Linked DNA regions of Zea mays: region 1 is linked to region 2. The links are chromatin contacts, called in public Hi-C maps. All regions are on one chromosome and are shown on one strand. Each heading gives the region's core, a stretch centred on a gene start, on an enhancer-like site or on the middle of the called end of the contact. The rest is flanking DNA. Distances are from core to core; before and after follow the strand shown.

Region 1 (6,833 bases), core at 2,836-5,335, 200 kb after region 2:
CAGTGGTATCAAGCATTCCAACTCCCACATTTTCGGGAAATGATCCCCGGGCCATAGGGCCCACTAATCAGTAGGAGGACGTGGGAAAGGACCACCCCAGAAGGACCCGCCTCACATAAACCCGAGGCATCGAGACGAGGTCGAGTGAGGCAGAGCCAGAAGGGGGGTCAGGCTAATCGAGAAGCCACTTGAACGGATTTCAAGCCTGACCATGACTGACCTGTTGTGCCGCATTAATTGCTCCTGGCGTCGAACCACAGAGAGAGACAGTAGGTCCAACTTTCACTCATAACCTACAAGCCCTTAGGCCTACGACACACTCATGACCTACTAAGCCTAGGCTTGAACACGCTAGCTTCCTACAGGTCCCGCAATACGACGAGTTGTGCCAAGATCTAGGCTACGACAGCCAGGGGTCAACGTGGCATAGGGACGGGAATGATGGTGCCATGGCTTTTTGCCGCCCACGCCGCCCGCCATAAAGAGCATGACCAGGGAAGCCTAGCCGACCAGGGCACATCGCACATACGAACGAACGCAACTTTACTAAGTTAGAACATCCTGTTTTAAAAATGGCGCAATAGCTCCTTCCTTAAGAAGCTACTGGTAGTCGATCCTCACCTTGGCCTATAAAAAAGAGAGGTCGGCCAAAAGAAGATGAGAGGACAAACACACACACTCTCGACGAGACCAAAGGACCAAGAGGCCGGAGACAAGGCGTGAGCCACCGCGACATCCAAGGCTTAGCTTAGAACTCCATTACCGTAGCCTTTAGGTCCATCCACGTATAAGAGACCTACGCATAAAAGACCTGTGAGCTCCTGCCTCTCTCGTCCCCTTGTATCCCCCACTATGAGCTTTGAGTAACAAGATGCTAGTATTGCGAGCCACCGAAGACTAGATGTACGGACGTTCTGTCCGAACCAGTAAAAATCTTGCGCCCACCGAGCATACCATCCGTACCATAGAACACGCACATACTACTTTACTTGTCGAAGCGTAGGTTCGAAATACCAACAACATTCATTGCAATGAGTTAAACTTCACTCCAAAGCTTCACACAAGTATTAAAGATCCTCAAAATGCGATAATTGTGATTGTATTCATTAGTGGTTAAGCGCCTTGTGGGAGATTCTAGTGAGTGTGAGATAGTGTTGCATTTAATGCTCTTTTGCTTAGTGTTTTGATCATACTTTCTTCTTCACCCTCTTAATTCTCACTTGTAAAGTCAGCAAGAGACACATAAGTGTCTAGTGATCCGGGTCTAAATGACTCAAAATTAAGAAGAAGCACTCATGTGATCTATGTGACCGAGAAAGAAAAGGGGTTGAAAGAGACTCATTCTACGTTATCCTCAGGTTCTTTAGAACCTAAAATCGGACAATTTACCTAAACTTGGAAAATAAATTGTTGTTCTTTATGCTTAAAATGTTAATTGCGATTTGATTCTTTCTCTAATCTCTAGTTTTAAGTTGAGCAACTCTTAGCAAAAAGAACTACTCTTCCACACTCCGATTCATTCTGTACTCATTCTAACACAACACTTCGATTCATTCTGTACTCATTCTAACACAACATAGATAAAGTTTGTGTTCAAATTTATAAATTTTAAATTTTGCCTATTCACTCTCCTTTATGTTACTATCTCCTCTAGGACCAAGAGAGTGACTTCATTCTGTACTCATTCTAACACAACATAGATAAAGTTTGTGTTCAAATTTATAAATTTTAGATTTTGCTTATTCACTCTCCTTTATGTTACTATCTCCTCTAGGACCAAGAGAGTGACTAGTGACTGAAAAGGAGACATTCAGTGCCCAGTGTAAGGTTGTACACAAGAATGACATCCATGAATATTAGCACAAACCTCCTCATTTGCTTGGCAAAAAAAGAATGACATCGATAAATATTAGCACAAACCTCCTCATTTGCTTGGCAAAAAAAATTATGAGACATCAAAAGTAGCTGGCGCATTGGTCAACTCAAAAGGCATTACTCGAAATTGAAAAGTGGCCATGACGGGTCTAGCCACGATGGGTTTTAAAGGCTATCTTATACTCATCCACTGACATACTGATTTTGGTAAAATTCTGATGATTGACATCCTGATTTGGTGAAATCAGGGTAATCCTAATGCCATATCCAGTTTAGAAAAGAACTTAGCACCGGCCAGTTCATCCAAGAATTCATCAATAACTAGCATATGAAATTTATTCCATACTAAAAAAAACTTAGCACCGACCAGTTCATCCAAGAATTAAATTCATCAATAACTAGCATATGAAATTTGTTCCATACTGTTACATCATTCAATTTCATGTAGTCTATGCAAAATCTTCATGTGCCATCCTTTTTCTTTCACCTAATACGACTAGGGTAGCAAATGAACTAACACTTTTTGACAACTTACTGAAATAATGCCATTATCAAACATGGACTGAACTTGTTTTTCGATCTCATCGTGTCCTACATATCTCGTATCCTTTTGAGAAGGTGAGTATATATATATGGCTCCTTTTGAGAAGGTGAGTATATATGGTTTGGACTTCACTAGACTATATCAGGCAATAGGGACATGGTGTGATCATAGTATCTCGAAGGGGGAAGAGAATTAGTCTATGACCACAGCTTCGATATTTTTAGGCACTAAATCTAGACAAATTGCAGTACTGTCTTGTTTCTGCACCATAGCAATAGCCCAATTTTTATTCCCTTTATGCCATTTATCTAGCCCAATTTTTATTCCCTTTATGCCATTTATCCATTTGTGCAAGCAACAGATGCTTGTTGTAATGCATAGCATGTAGTTGACTTGAATCTAGTCCTTGGGTGGGGATGGGCACGATGCATGAATTCATCCGTGCACAAAGCTGGTGCATTATAGTAGTAGTAGTAGTAGAGAATTTCACTTAAGGAGCTGAGGCGCTTGGCTTGTCTACATGTTATCGTTCTTACAGAAGCATCTCGTGCTGCAAGGGGAGGGGGGTTCCATCGCACTCACGAAGAGTTCAGATACATTACGCGACACCGGCAGTCCACAAGAGTTACAGAGATACGTAGGATGATACATCGAATGAACACCTTGGAACACCAGATCTACAGAAGTTCCTGTGATGATCTCCGGTCAGCTCCTGCGTCGTCTCCACACGCTTTCACTGCACATGGTCGTGCTCAGCCTCAGCCTAGCATTTGTTTTGTTTCCCAGCCCGACAGGAAGAAACAGGTGGGTTAACAGCTACAGCACATATACGCTAGAACGACAAAACGCGACGGCTTCATCTAGTCCGATCCTTACCTACCTTGGCTATGTGCACCTTATGGTCGTCGTCGTCGCCGCCGACGGCGGCGGCGGCGGCGCCCTTGCGCGGGTATCTGGCGCGGTAGTTCCGGAGCTGTTCCCTGACGAGCTTCTCGTAGACGAAGGAGGCGCCCTTGAACTGCGGCAGCGCCAGCCACGCCGCGAACAGCACCTTGGCCGGGTACCACACGGGTACCCAGTGGAGGAGCGGCTCGGCGAGCATCTCCAGGAGGGTGACGAAGGAGTGTATGATCCAGTATGACAGCCACTGCTCGTCGTCCGCCTTGGACGGGCTCTCCATCGCGCACACCGACGCGTACCTGCAGCACCACCAACGGCACGCATGTCCCAGCACGATGCTCTCAGCTCACGTATGCCGTGGACCGTGGTCGGTCACTGCTGCACTGGTAAAACTGGTCCCTGCTATTATTAGGGTGATGAAGGAACTTACAGAGGGTACAGCAGGGTGATGCTTGGCCTGCGAAACGGGAGGGAGGGACAGACAAGACAAAGAAGCAGCAAACGCACACGTCAGGCAACCAGCGTCGAGCGAGCCCAATAGATGGACGAGGAGGAATCGGAAAACGAACTGCGAGGGAGCAGCGAAACTACCCGGCGACGGTGTGGAGGTGGCTGATGAGCGACCAGGACTTGCCCATCTCTTGGGACGGAACCAACGGCAGCGGTGTGTGGTCGGCTTGCTGGGCTTCGGTCGAAACCGAGGGGTCCTCGAACAGCGAAGAATTGCTGGGCTGATGGGACGGCGAAAGATTCGGTAGGGCAGGCAGACGGGGGCGGATGCAGAGGGTGCGTTTTTTATAGTCACGCTCACGCGTGAGTGCTGGGAGGTGGCAATGGCATCGGGTGCTTTGCTTGGACGTGGCGTCCTGGCATCGCTTTGAGGCAGACACGGTCTGATCTGAGCAGCACAGCGTTCGTTCTTGAAAGGTCTAGCGAGGGGTCAAATCGGATGGCTTTCGCCGCCTGCGTCGCTCGCCGCTTTGCCCAAGACGTCAGTCGGCCCGCCGGCCGGGCTGAGGTGCTGCCATGGCGGCACGTGGCGACACGTGTCAGATGAACCGCGGCACTAGTGTCCACCACTCCACCTGCAGCAGTGAGCCAGTGACTTGGCACCTGCTCCCGCGTCTGCATCTACGCACCGGAATAAATGGGCCGGATTTGGGCGTTAGGCCACATACCGCGTTGTTATCGGGGAAAGAGCAAAGGGCTGGGCACGCACTATTTTTCTCCGAGCCCAAGCCAAAAGTGTAGATTCAAATATTGTGTAGATCAGTTCGGCAAAAAAAATAAAACATTTTCAATGAAAATGTGATGAACTATAAAGTTATCAAATAATTAGTCTCTAATTTTTTAAAATTATTTTACTTTTTAACGAGCTAATGTTGTAATTTTTCAGGAGATTTGCATAGGGAATAGATAAATGGCCCACTCACGCGACTTAGGGTGTGTTTGGTTTGACTTTTGGCTTTGGCTTTTGTGCCCCTAAAAGCCAAAAGCCAACCAAAGGGCTGGATCCAGGAAGCAGCTTTTTCTAAAAACCGACTTTCTCGTAGTGCAAATCTGAAAGCACCTCTGGACCTGCTTTTAGTGGCTTTTCGGATGGAACTGTGAAAACATATATCGAAGATTTTTTAACGACTTTTAGTGGTTTCCACCAAACGGTTTTTAGCTTTTTAACAGCTTACAGTCTACAGCAGCTTTTTCCACAGCTCACAGCCCACAGCAACTTTTTTCACAGCCACAGCCCAACCAAACAGACCCTTATACTGGGCTTTTACACAACGCATTCTCGGGAAGCTGACCTTTTAACAAAACATAATTATTAAACACCAAGGGAAAATGAGCTAATTTTTCTTAGGAAAGTGGAAATCCCTTACGCCCCATTTGGATCATTGGAATTGAATTCCATTCTAATAAGGCCCCGTTTGTTTTCTTTCATTTCGAGGAATTGGAATCTTACTAATGAAATAGGCTATTTTTTTTAGAATATGACATTCCACCACTTTCTAAAGTTATCATATAAGCATACCTCAAATTCATGGGGTGAAAGATGAAAATTGATTCTATAGATTTACATGCTATTTTTCCGATGTACAACTTATAACACATTCTTCTACTTGCGCCTCTATAACATAAATGTAGTATATAACTATCTCTCTCATATGATTTAGAATAATATACAAATATATTACATATATAAATATATAAACTTAATTAGTTTTGTCTAAATTATAATTATTAAAATGGAATTCAATTCCAACGAAACAAACGGGCCCTAATAGTAATTTAGGCATATATCAATTAAGCTAATTCGGTTTTATGCAAAATATATTTGTATATTATTATTAGCAAGATGTCGGAGATATTTATGTGCTACATTTTTACTATAGGGGAGTGAGACGAAGAGTGTCATGTAAGTTATAGATTAGAAACTAATTCTAGTAATGCATAAAATCATTTCTCACCCTCCACCCCATGAATTTGAGATAGGCTTATATCTGAACTTTAGAAAGTGGTGTAATGTCAAATTCTAAACTAAATAAGTTATTTTATTGAGTGAATTCCAATTCCTTTAAAATGAAGGGATCCAAACGTCCCGTTAGAAAAATATGGTTTTCAAACTAGCCCTAAGTGGAAAATTAGCTTATTTTCCCATTCAAATACCGGAAATTCTGATTTAAGTTTTCAAACTAGTCATAAAGAGTATGGATAATTTAGGTCCTATGAGGTTCGAAACGAGGAAAATTTAGTTTCCAAAGGGTTCGTGGCCATGAGAATGGAGAACCATAAAATATCCCCGTTTTCTGCGTACCAACTTCTCTTAATCTTAATCCGTACATTTAGATGTTAAAATTATACTACAAACTTAATACATAGTTTATTATAAAATAGCTAGCAATTTAAACTCCAAATTAGATACCTCTTGTATTATGAAATCTTGCTTGTTCAATTTATATTGATTTGATATACTTATCGAGGACCACAATTAGGGGTACCCTCAACACTCCTAATTCTCAGCTGCTAACCCCCATCAGCATAAAGCTGCAAAGGCCTGATGGGTGCGATTAAGTCAGGGATCAGTCCATTCGAGCGACTCGATCACGCCTCGCCCGAGCCTAGCCTCGGACAAGGGCAGCCGACCCCAGAGGGTTTCCGTCTCGCCCGAGGGCCCCCTCCAACGGCAGACACATCTCCGGCTCGCCCGAGGCCCTGCCTTCGCTAAGAAGCAACCCTGACTAAATCGTCGCATCGACCGACCGAATCGCAGGAGCATTTAATGCAAAGATGGCCTGACATCTTTATCCTGACGCGCGCCCTCCGGCAGAGCCGAAGTGACCGCCGTCACTTCGCCGCTCCACTGACCGGTCTGACAGAAGGACAGCGCCGCCTGCGCCACTCCGACTACAGTGCCACTCGACAGAGTGAGACTGACAGGCAGTCAGGCCCTGCCAAAGGCACCATAGGAAGCTCCGCTCCGCCCGACCCAGGGCTCGGACTCGGGCTAAGACCCGAA
Region 2 (6,255 bases), core at 998-3,497:
TCTGACAATGTGTATAAGTGACAATATTTAACATTAATAGTAAAGTACATATGTCTTAATTAAAATTTAAACGGGGATGAGGATTCCCGTTGGAGATTTATCCTCGCGGGGAACGAGAATGGGAAAGAAATGTTCCTCGCAAGCGTTCATAGGGATCTCCGCGGGAAAGTTTTTTCGTTGCGGGAACGGAGATGGGAAGCTATTCCCCGTTGCCATCCCTACTGCTGCTGGTGAAGTAGACAAGCTACGACTTCTAGCATGAAAGGGTCAACTACTTGTTCGCAGAATGCTTTTTAGTGTCCTCAGTCAGTGCCCCCCATGCCATGCATCAGCGGTCAAAAGTTCAGCGTCACCGAATTGAAACTGCACGCCTTTCTTGTTAAGCCATGTATACCTTTTAAGTTTGATGCTGTCAACATACGTCCCTGGCAGCTCCATGTTTACGATCTTCGTTGCGCTGTTAAATTGCTTGTCCATCATCGGTTATTTTTAAACTGCTTAATTAGTTGAGTCGTTGCTGTCCGCTGCGTATTGTATTCGGTGGTGAGACTTAAAATTTGTTTTTGGGAAATGCCTTCTTTCAGGCATGTACCTAGCTTCATGGCAGCACTAGTCATGCGTGACTCCTACGTTTTTCCCCCCTTGACGTATTAAGAATATGACCCAAGTAGTATCAACAGGATACAAGGTTACGAAGTACATCTTGTAACAGCAATTTGTTGGGTGAAATTAAATGTAATTAAGCCGTGCCAAGGCGCCGCTATGAATTTGGGAAAACAAAAGAGAAAACGGCGCCAAGTTCCATATTGAATTTGTACTAGCTAAGTAAGTAAGTCGTATGCCAAAAGTACGTAGCTAGGAAAAGTCAGCGACCGCGTATGTATACTTACCGGAGTAGGCGTATCCTTTCATGGTGTAGCCGCGCTGTGTGGTGATGCCGTTGATGGGCAGGATCTCGTCGTGCCCCGGCGTCGTTATCACCGAGTTTATGTTCAGCTCGTTGATGATGTACTCCGGCTTGTACCACCACGCTGCTCATTTTGCAGCAGCAAGATCAAAATCCCGTTTCGCTTGCTTGCTTTGCTTCCGATCCGTAGTAAACAAACAAACAAACACTAGTTACCCTCAGCGTTGGCGAGCTCGGCGTCGACGTGCGACGGCAGGACGCGGTTGTCCTTGTAATGGTAGTAGTTGTCGGACTCGGCGGGGGTGACGACGATGCGCTTCAGCCACTTGACCATGCGGCCGCCGATGCAGCCCGGGATGATGACGCGCACGGGGAAGCCGTGGTCGGGCAGCAGCGGCTCGCCGTTCTGCATGTACGCGAGCATGATGTCGCGCGACGGGTCCAGGGCCCACTCGCGCGGGACGCTGGTGCCGTACTTGGACCCGCCGCCGCCGCCGCCGGGGAGGTCCTCGGCGCCCTCGAAGCAGACGTTGAGCGCGCCGCCGTGACGGGGCGCGACGCCGCAGCGGCGGAGCACGTCGCGGAGGCGCGCGCCGCGCCACACGGACGTGGACACGCCGGCGGCGCCCCAGCCGAAGCCCGCCGTCTGCCGCACCATGTTCTGCTCCTTGCGCCGGTTGCCCGCGCACGCCAGCGTCACGGGGATCTCCACGGCGGGGAAGTCCCGCGCCAGCTCGTCCATGGTGAGCCGCGCGGGCCGCCTCACGAGGCCCGTCACCTCCACGGCCCACGTCGCCCAGTCCCCGCGCGGCACGGCGCCGTGGTTGCGCACGTAGTGCAGCGGCGCCGGGGTGATGAAGCCGTGCTGCATCAGCCGCGCCAGCGGCGGCTCGCAGTTCAGCGGGTGCTTCCCCGTCAGCCGGACCAGGCACGGGTTGCGCTCGACCCACGCGTCCGCGGTGCCCTCGTCGCGCGGGTCCTGCGCCGCCGGCTCCACCTCCAGCTGCAGCTGCGACCCGTACAGCTCGCGCCAGTCATCCTGCTCGTCGTCCGACGACGACGCATCGTCCGACGTGCTGCGGGGTGGGGAGACGAGGGGAGGGAAACCGCAGCCGCGCGCGGGCGAGTCCGCGCGCCGCGGGATGTGGCTCGGCGGGGGAGGGTACGCGCCGACGCGCGCCGGCTCCAGACGGCCGAACTGCCGGGGCTCGACAGCGGCCATTTCGGTTCAGGAGAGGTGTTGCCTGCCGACTGCGTTCTGGTTTCTGGTGATGAGCCCAGCAGTTGTAGCTGGCCTGGAAGGAAGGCTGCTGGAAGTGGCTTGGTGTTGTTGTCTGTGCAAGGCAGTACGACAGGCGGCGGCTCATAATATATACACACGGGCGCAGGTGCTCCAGCGTGACATGGCGCCTCAGAGTCAGTGTGCGCCACAAGTTTTTCTACACCCAGCTGACCACCAAAAATAAGGTGGGATTCTGTGATTATTGACTGACTTTCATTTTAGGCTCTGTTTAGATGAATTAGCTAACTATTAGCGGTTACTAACTAGCTTGTTTGGTCTAACTAAGGGCATGTACAGTGGTGTTTAATGTGGGGGCTCTTAAGGTGTTTTAGGTGGTTATTTGCAAAAAAAAAATCTTAGAGCCGTCTCTCCGTGAAGAGACGCCTCTGGCTCGTAAACCAAGTAACAACAGACGCCTCACTTCCCACTGTACGAATTTGTTGTCTGTTCTATCGATCTGATGCTATACAAATACATTTAATTCTGTATTTATTAATAGACTACGTTTATAGACACTCCATTGTACAATAGAGTCTCTTAGTTGTCTCCTGTGCTTGGAGAACCGTTTTGGTGTCTCTCCACTGTACATGCCCTAACGATATAATTACCATTTGGGTAATAATTAATAATTAGTTAGACTATATCATTTGGCAAGAAGAACAAAAGACACACACCTCGTTCGTTAGTTAAGTAATTCCTTAGATTTGGCTTGTCTACATTTGCGATTTGTTCTAATAAATCTATCGATAAAATTATCCGTGAGTTTCTTGTAATAGGATTCGATACGGATGGATATTGCTTATTTCGTAATTGTTTTCATATTTTTTCTCTTCAGTTCAAATCCAATACATATATTATCAAGTTGTGTCGGATAAAATTTAAATAGATATTAATATCTTGTACATCCAACTTTGAGAATACATATATAGATAAAAGTTGGATACAGATCACATATTGAGCACCCGGACTCGAATACGAATCGAACCTTTTTGACGAATCGAATTTGAATACGGACAAATAATTATCCGTACCATCTACACCCATATTACCCGTGATAACTTCAATAATGGTCACAACTAGGTTATTGTTCATCCATTTATATGCGATTTGGTCTGGTTTCTGAATTTTGATCCTGCAGCAGGGTGTTTAAGAGATTTTTGGCAGAGCTTCACGAGCTCTTAATTCATACAAAAAAATGATTTTCTATCTCTATAAAGAGTAGGTCAAACACTCCGAGTTCACTAAATTTAAATTTAGAGAGTGTTTAGTTTCTAGAGACTAATTTTTAGTCTCTTTATTTTATTTTATTTTATTTTAGTCTCTAAATTATTAAATACAGAAACAAAAATAGAGTTAATTTTCATATTTAATAATTTAAATATTAAAATAGAATAAAATGTAGGAACTAAATATTAGTCCGCAGAAACCAAACACCGTATTAGATTCACCTTAATAGTAGATCTATAGGCCATGTTCGCTGTTTTTAGAGCTGTTCAAAGAAAGCTTCGAAGCGGTTTCGTACCTCTGCAAAGTACTCACTTATCGTCTCTGTTTGCTCATCTCCTTTCTCGCTCGCTCCACCGACAGAATTCGCGCGTTCCTACCGGGGCGTGGCCCGGCCCCCTCGTCGCCGGCGCTACTGCCTTGGCCTCGCTGGGAGCGCGGCGAACGCTGGAGCAGGCGAGCGGGCATCAGCCGAGCGAGCATCACTGCATCAGGAAGACATAAGCGAGCAAGTCTGCTGGCAAAGTATATATTTGTTCGTTTACATGATACGATTTCTAACTTTTTAATTGCTAATCTGGAATGATCATCCGTGCAAATTTTTAATCCTGTATTTCACTTTGTACCATTGGACGATAATTCGGGAGGTCCAGCAGCTGTTGACGAAATGCCTGGAAGGTTTGGTCTCATTTAAGCACTGAATTGTTGTCGGTTGTCCTTGTAGCCTCTGTGTCCTTTTCTTGTTCTTGTATTGAAAAGTTTACTGATGGTACTTAGGTATTGTTGCATTTCCATTTTACCTAGAAGATCATGTGATTTTTGCCAAACCTGGGCACTCTTGTTAGAAGGGATACAACTATATTGTACTACTTGCAAATTCTAGTTTATGTTTGACAGTTCTATGCGTTGGCGAAACTGCTTTGTGATGCAGTGAATCATTCCTGCAACCTACATCCTGCACAACCTTTCCGTTCCTGCATTTGTTTTCGGAAAAATGTGAATAGAGATATTTATTTTTGGACAACAAAGTTCGATTGCAGCTGATCTTCACTTTGGCATGCTGTGAACCCAGTACTTCGACTTGCTAATTGAACTGTTGTGAATTAGTTTAAGTTGTCCAATTCTGAATTTCGTTGCATGATCTATGTTGGAGAGAAGTTTTCTGCCCGAAGGTCCTGGATAACCAAAACAATTTCTTATTGTTATATCAGGAGAAAGGGATTGACATGGTTTGAAGGACCACGACCACTAAAAATAGAAATTGTATATGAACTTGATCACCATAAATAGAAGGCCCCCGGATAATCAAAACAATTTCTAATTGTATATGAACTTGACCACTATAAATAGAAAGACAGTGCGACCGCCAGAATAGTTAGTCATTCTCGTGAAATCTGTAATCGACATTGCCGAGGATTGTTCGGTAGTGAATTTATGGGGTTTCACGAGACCGAGAACTAAAAGTAAAGGCGCAGGAGACTCGAAGATTTACACAAGTTCGAGCTCTCAGTGTGAGATAACATCCTACGTCATGTTTGTGGTGGTATCTATTGGCTATGCAATGTGATTAGATGATCCGTTGTCTTAGGGCGTTTAGGTCCTCCTTTTGTAGTTCAAGTAGGGGCGTCATTTACAAAATATGGATCTAGCCCGGTTACAAGATATGAATAATAACCAAACCTAGCTGATTCCACCCTTTTTATTGGGTACCTAATCTCTATCTGTGTATGTTTTCACTCTTATCAACAACCGGGTGTTGTCATATGTACATGGATATCAATATTATTATCTCCTAATCTCGTAGGATCTCTAGAATATTTATCTTTCTAGAGCTTCCTTGCGGATGAGATCTTACTCTGATTGTGTGTGCCGAGTTACTAGACACTCGATTGAGCCCATAAACCCACCTGTTATGGCCTTTCACGTTGGATATCTCTAATATATATCTTTAACAGTAGCCCCCGAGGCTTATTTGGTCGAGTTATAGGGTCAGGAAGAGAATACTCGGCTCTTGAATCTTCTTGTATAGGTGAGCCTTGCTGTGCCTAAGTTGTTATCTCCTTTGTCCTACTAATCTCTGGCCCTGTTATTCATAAGGATGACAACGCGGGATAGGTTCGGGACGGGCAGTGGGTTTTTTGGATTCGGCGAGGATGGGAACGGGTCTACATTTTCTCTCGGAGACGAGACTAGACGAAATCATGAGACAAAGGGAGGCGAGCCCTTATAGTACAAGGTAAACACCATATGATCAATGTTCATGGGTTCAAAAAAGAAGGCATCACTGTTTATGGGTTCTTCGAAAAAAAACACCACGCGCGCTGCATGTAGACCAAACTCAGCTTTTGGATTATTGGATGAGATGGACGTAACAACTTGCATTGCTCTATTTGATCGCATATGCGAACATCGAGATCCAGTTGCTTATTATGCTGCTTCCCATGTTAGCTACACGCTGCATACGTACGCAAGCGCAGTATATCCACCAATAGATTGGGAGTATCGACGCAGTCCACAGGCGAGATCTCTCCTAGCTCTTTCTTTAGTTAGGATAAATACAAACCCATCATCCAATCGGCAACCGCGGCACGTACGACTAAACGTTGTTTAAGGGCATATATAATGAGTATCTTAAGTTGTATCTTATACACTGTGTCTTTGTCAAGATACATGTTTTGAGTTTTTTTACATTCACCCTCATAGAGACTAGCTGATTGGTCACTTTAATTTATTTAATGCTCTAATTGGTACAATGAATATCGTAAGACACATGTTTTAGACATAATCACTGTATTATGTTGTATTTTAGTTGTGTCTTATACTTAGAGTACCGTACAGCAGT

The links. A called contact is a pair of places that touch in the nucleus more often than the background predicts.
Region 1: a Hi-C map of leaf shows a contact between it and region 2, with 3 times the contacts expected there. The contact joins the promoter of LOC103643137 here to the promoter of LOC103643134 in region 2. A contact is called at or near these places in 2 of 25 Hi-C or Micro-C datasets (endosperm and leaf).

The regions. Positions count from the first base shown.
Region 1 is chr1:203,289,142-203,295,974 of Zm-B73-REFERENCE-NAM-5.0, forward strand. It overlaps LOC103643137 (protein HVA22), which reads right to left and starts at 4,086. Exons shown (of 4, transcript NM_001364651.1): 1 at 3,911-4,086; 2 at 3,750-3,776; 3 at 3,300-3,618; 4 at 2,893-3,182. The coding sequence starts at 3,957. The coding sequence ends at 3,153.
Region 2 is chr1:203,091,961-203,098,215 of Zm-B73-REFERENCE-NAM-5.0, forward strand. LOC103643134 (nitrate reductase [NADH]-like) reads right to left here and starts at 2,248. Exons shown (of 4, transcript XM_008666285.2): 1 at 1,124-2,248; 2 at 891-1,031. The coding sequence starts at 2,129.